Linked DNA regions of Arachis hypogaea: region 1 is linked to region 2. The links are chromatin contacts, called in public Hi-C maps. All regions are on one chromosome and are shown on one strand. Each heading gives the region's core, a stretch centred on a gene start, on an enhancer-like site or on the middle of the called end of the contact. The rest is flanking DNA. Distances are from core to core; before and after follow the strand shown.

The links. Hi-C and Micro-C count contacts between places; a contact is called where the count stands out from the background.
Region 1: a Hi-C map of leaf shows a contact between it and region 2, with 2.3 times the contacts expected there. The contact joins the enhancer-like site here to the promoter of LOC112803804 in region 2. A contact is called at or near these places in 3 of 8 Hi-C or Micro-C datasets (leaf and an unstated tissue).

What each region holds. Positions count from the first base shown.
Region 1 is chr5:96,114,898-96,118,080 of arahy.Tifrunner.gnm2.J5K5, reverse strand. No RefSeq gene overlaps it. Among protein-coding and RNA genes, the nearest start is that of LOC112802093, 10 kb to the left of the region's middle. Within about 2 kb of position 1,735, at least 3 of the 3 cell types and tissues checked have open chromatin away from gene starts, as enhancers often do.
Region 2 is chr5:96,075,844-96,079,120 of arahy.Tifrunner.gnm2.J5K5, reverse strand. LOC112803804 reads left to right here and starts at 1,956. Exons shown (of 1, transcript XM_025847265.1): 1 at 1,956-2,579. The coding sequence starts at 1,956. The coding sequence ends at 2,579.

The DNA of each region.
Region 1 (3,183 bases), core at 486-2,985, 39 kb before region 2:
ATTCTATAGAAAGTGTAACTCGATCGCAATTTCAGAGATTCGCTGGGATGTGAGAATGTTTAGAGTGTTTTTTCTGAATGAAAGTTCCAACCTTTATTCCCTAACACTTTACATTATTTATAGACTATCTTACATAACGGTTAATTTGATTACAATTAATTACAATTAAATGAGCCACGAACTTTCTCGTTTCCACAACTATTCGATAAGCTTTCTCGAAGGCCTTACTCAATTCTTCGAATTGAAACTTCCATTCGATTTGGCTTACTCGATCAACCACATAATCGAAATTCAATCAGCGCTGAATACCTCCAACCTTATACTCACATGCATATCTTCTTGAGAGACTAAACTTTACTTCTTTCGATTCACCTCATTTATATTGAAAATATTTTTCGATCAAGTGTTTTTATATATATTTTATTCTTGCTTTCAGTATTTTATCGTTTGTAATTTTTTTTAAAGAAATTGAAAATAAAAATAAAATCATTTTTATTTTTCTTTCCAAAAATTATAAAATTATAAACACTGAAATAAAGAAAATCACAATACGTCTTCCACAAATCGAATAAGTCTAAATGTTTGAAAATCATTTCTCTATGCATTAGTATAATGCTGTTGTGGGAACTACCAGAAATAATGAATGAATATTTAATTTCCTCCACGATAATGAAAGGACAAAGAATGAATATTTAACTTCTAGTACGATGATATTGAAAGAACAGTGCTAGTGCTTTAGTGGGGGCACAAGCAAACAAGTGCACAAAGAGAAAATTCAAGAAATAAGAGGCTACAAAATTAGTAACCATCAATCTATCACCTCTTATATATGGATATGAAATAATTCTACGATATTTAAAAGAGTATGTTATTTAAACAATTAAAACAATTTAAAAGGAATCTTAGTGGTTGTATTTAGATAGTTATTTTATCATTATATTAAATGTGATTGTTTTCCACTCGATTACCATCCTATCAATCCAATAATGACATTGTATCGACATGAAACAATTTTACTTTTTTAGTTGTTGAAATAACATTTTTATTTAATAATAATAATAATAATAATAATAATAATAATAATAATAATAATAATAATAATAATAATAATAATAATAATAATAATAATGGTGTATTTGAGAGATAGCGGATACTAATCTAGGACTCTATCTAAATGAGGTTTGACACTTGATATCATTTTATTTTGCTTGACTTTTTTCCACTACAAAAATTACAATTTGAAGAGCAGATATAACTCTTTTTATGAGTTGTTATTAAGATTTAGAATAGTGTCATAATTGAGGAGTGTAGTATATAAAACTAAAAATAATTAAATATCATTTTTTGATTATTGTTACGGTGAGAAACTCAATTTTTTTGTCTATATGTGAGGAACTTATGCGTCCCACACGTAAGTCTGACGTGTATTTTGATAAAGTGACATAAGTACAACAGATCTCTCTAACACTCTTTAGATACTCCTGGTAAAAAATTTTCTTTTTTTTTTGGCTAAAGCAATTAAATATAATCTCATGATATAGTTTTTTATTTAATTTTTGGGCTTCCTTTGGTTGGAATGAAACAATTGGGTTCACTTGGTAATAATACATTTGGCTAAAAAATTTTACTTCCTCATAGAGTACTTTTTTTTTTGGTAAAAAATATCAGCAAATTTAATGGAAAACGATTGGACGATTCAGTTGCATCTTTTTTTAATATATTTTTGGTCTGAGTTGGACCATACTTAAGAAAAGTAACCATTTTTATTGGGCTTTGGTTGTGCCCCTTTCGTTTAATAATAAATAAATAAATTTTATTTAAGCCAATAACAAATTCTTAAATAGAATTCAGATTCACGATTGATTAGTTTTTGATTTATCAAATTAAGAGATACCTGAAAAATAAAAATAAAAAGCAATACTTCCAATAATTGAGGAAGGTAATAAAGAAGGATAGAGAATCGGGTTCAGGTTCAGTTCGAGCTGGTGGGGTGTGCAGGTTTGGGTAGGGTTGATGGGCTTGACCCAAGACTAAACAAAAGGAGGAGACAATTAAAAATATAGTTAGAGCATTAAGATGGCTTAACCCACGACACTGAGAGTCTCTTGGGAGGATGGCGAGGCTAGTGGAAAATTTGTAAGCCTCGTAAACCCCGTCAGTGGAGAACCTTTATTAAAAGAGAGTCCTGGACCTGGAGTGTCTGTAAATTGTATGATAAAAAAAAAAATTAGTTTAGGATTTGACCAAAAAAGAGATTTAGGGTAGCAAACCATAAATGTCTCAATGCCTTAATTTACTTGAGCTAGATAAAGTGATTCTCCTTCTCTTCTGTTTAAATAAATGTTAAAAATTTAAAATAATCTTATTTTGTGTATATATGCAACAATATATTAATTAATAATAAACTTTTAAATAGATCTCAAATCTATAACAAATTAATCATTAACCTAATAGCCTAAAAATACCATACCTAAAAATCAATTAGAATATATATATATATATATATATATATATAAAATATTTTCTTATGACTTTCAAATTGACTTTTGCTAATCTAAATCATTTAAATAAATAAGCTCATCCTTTTTAAAAGTGTACAATATATAACAACTAACTGGTATTTTTGCCTGTAATAACATTACAAAAATACAATTTTTTTAAAATTACAGTTTATTTTGTTTTGACAGTATAGATTATACATGTCACAAAAGATTTATAAAATCAAACTACTTTTACAAAAAAAAGTCGTAAGTTGACAAAAGTCTCTGACTAAAAAGACCAAAGTATCTTCGAAAAAAATTAAATAATAAAATTTTTATTTATTATTTTTATATGAAAAAGTCTAATTTTTTCTTAATAATTAATTTTAACATTCGTTATCTAAAATTTAAAACAATTTAACGTGTATACTTTTACATTTAATTAGGTGTTAGCCGTTAAGTCTGTTGCACAAATAGAAATAATTAATTTTTATATTTTCTATTTAAAAATAATATGTTTTCTCTCTATGTATATAAAAATATAATTAGATATTAGTATAAAAATATTATACTGATAGTTATAAAATTAACTCAAAATTAATTTTTTTTAAAAAATAATTGAATCTTGATTCTAACTTTTAATTATAATATTAGTATTCTCTCAAAATTATATATGTAATAAATATTTGAAAGAAGATAAATA
Region 2 (3,277 bases), core at 707-3,206:
TTCGTTACTTGTTTAGCATTAATGGAAGTTTTTGCCCCACACACATGATTAGTGCTTTCATCCCTTCCGACTCATTATTCTTTGTTTTTATGCTTCGTTACCAATGAGTTAGGATAGGACCAAATGCTCTCATGCTTATCACTAATCTTGTCTGTGTCATTTCTTGTTTTACCTTGATGTTTCTGAGTATTCTTTTCATTTACCTATGCTTTGACTTTACTCTTGCATCAAGTGTTAGCTGATATGCCATTTTCTTATATTGTTTTCTCACTTGCATGCTACCATGTAGTTGAGAACCTCATTATTATTTGGCATTAACCCACCTATGTTTTATTTGTTTGCATATCTTTGTTTGTGGGTTATTCTTCTTCTTTTTTCTCTTCTTTTAGGATGGTCACCAAAAAGGGAAGGAAAAAGCTTCTAAATGGGCAAACAACAAGTCCCGCCGCACAATCTTTGGAGAAAGCGCATCAGTTGTAGCAACCCATCTACTTACACATCTTTGCATGCACTGAAAACGGTGCAATCTTTTAGTGTGGGGAGGTTGATACCGACTTCCATGGGTAAGTATTTCCTTCTTCAACACCAATTCTCACTCTTCTTTGTTAATTAGTTGTTACATTGCATAATAGATTGCATGTGTAGTTAGTTGCTTGCATGTATGTACTACTTGGTTGAAGTAATGATTTCTTTTCCAAGAAACTATTTTAGAGTACTTCACTAATTCAAATTAGAATTTTTGTTGAACTTGCCTGAAGAAATTTATTTTGGAACATGGGTTAGAGCTCAAACACACAAAAATCAGAGATTTTGAACTTAATTGATTGGTTGCATCTTATCAACCAATATTTTATTTTGGTGTGTATTGTTCTCTCTAAAAGTGTGATCTTTGTCTTGCTTGATTCTATATTTTCATTGTTTGATATATGCATACATTTATGTGATTGAGGCTCTTGTTTCGCTATAGCTCACATACACATATGCCCTTACCCTTTCATTATCCTTTGCAAACCAATATTGTGCCTTTTTAACCCTATTTATTCTTTACTTTAGCTCATCACTAGCTCTAAAAGAAAAACAATAAATGTCCCTAATTTAAATTCTTGGTTAGCTTAGATGAGTGAGAGTGTTCATGATTTAAGTGTGGAGAAGTTGGGTTTAAAAATATTTGGTCTGGAAATTGGATATTGTATATTTTTGTGAAAATGGAAAAAAGATAATTGAGCACATATTCTTGCATTCAATACCTTACTCATATGCATTGAAAAAAAATAACAAATAATAGTAATTCTATTTTTCACACTATATATATCTTTTTACATTCCAATTATTTTTTGCTAAAAGAATAAAAAATAACAATTTCTCAATATGTACTAATACTTTTTGTATATATTCCAAAGTTGATTTGTCTTACTAGCTATAGGATAAACTTCTACTAAAGCAAACCTTTTTTCAATTATCATTTACAAAGGTGTAATTGTAAAACTTATAATAATTATTTAACAAAAAGTCTCCCAAAAAGTATTTAGCCAAAAACTACTAAACTTTATTAGTTTTGATTTTATTTAATGCACTCTATAATAAACAAATATTAATAAACTAGGACAAGTTTGAATTATTTGTGTTTTTTTTTTTTTTTGTAGTATTATCTATTATTTAATATGAAAAATCTTGTCAAAAAAATATGTAACCCTACATAAAACGTTTCCTCACGCGCTATTATACGAGGTGGGACTTTATTAGTCTTGCCCTTAATTAATTAATTTAAGGAATTTAATTACAATAAGATCTCTTGGATCCCTTTAAATACCATATCATCCCCCATTCCCTCATTTCACAAACCAAAACACACCAATTCCAATTCACTCATCACACCCTCACTGGATCACACATATACATACATATACTTTTTCTCTTTCTCTCTTTAAACAAACCAAGAAAACAACACATCCATCATGGAAATTGAAGCAAGGGCAGCACCAATGGTGGCAAAGAAGCTCTTGAACATTCTAAGAATAGTTATGGTCATGTTAAGAAAAGGTATATCAAAGAGCAAACTCATTTCCGAGTTCAATCTCTTGCTCAAGCGCGGAAAGATAGCAGCCAGCAACGCAATCTCCACCACTCTTACTCTCCACCACCACTACGCCGCCGCCTTCACGCGCCACCGTTCCTCCTTCCGCAACAACAAAAACCTCTCCTTCTACCCTCGCGAATACCAATTCAGCTGCACCAGTAGCCCTGCCTTTAATTACCACAGCCGTCGCCACCATCGCTGCCACCACCACGAAGACGTTTCAACCCTATGTAAGGTTCTTGAGATGCTAAAAGATAACAACAACAATAGCAACTGTGAGATGATGATGGATTCGCCATTGATGCCATTGCCAGGGTTTGGAAAAAGCCCTAAGCAGTTGAGGATCACTGATTCCCCTTTTCCTCTCAAAGACGAAGAAGATTTTGATGATGACGATGGTGGCAAAATTGATATTAAAGCTGAAGAGTTTATTAAAAGGTTTTATAAGAATCTTCACTCACAACACACAAATTCTCCTTATTATTACTCTTGGGACCGATAATATATATATATATATATATATATATATATATATATATATATATATATATATATATATATATATATATATATATATTATTTGTACGTTATTTGGACACTAAGAAACACAATATATTGACTTTATTTATTGAGTAATGTCAAATATTGTGTGTTTCTATTCTGTATAATATATGTTCTTGTGTCCGATAATAATATTAGCGTACAAATAATATTCCTATTTTCACGTATGGAAAAAAAAAAATCTTCCTATAATTTACTTATTTACATATACACCCGCCTCCTGTACGTGTTTTCACTGCTTTGTCAAAGGAAAGTATCACGTGACTGGGGGATATCAGTGCAACCACAGCATCACGTGACTTAATTATTAAGTAATTTTGATGTAGCTAGTAGGGTGTTTTTTTTCCAAGGGGGGAAGAGGTGATGCCTTGTATATATGTGTGCTTATGTTGTATATAGTGTTTGATTTCAGCTCAAACTCAATATATGATTTTGGTGTTTCCTTTTTATTTTTATTTCACTGCCCTTTTGTAAAATATGGTGGTGGTTTATTTTATACATCTTTAATATTTCCATGTGTTGATAATAAGAGTTCAAATTACATGCATTCTATAATGTAAACACTTTGTGTATGTATAATACTTAATTAATCAGAATATGTGAAATGAGGGAAATAAAGTATAAGACAAAAATATTCCA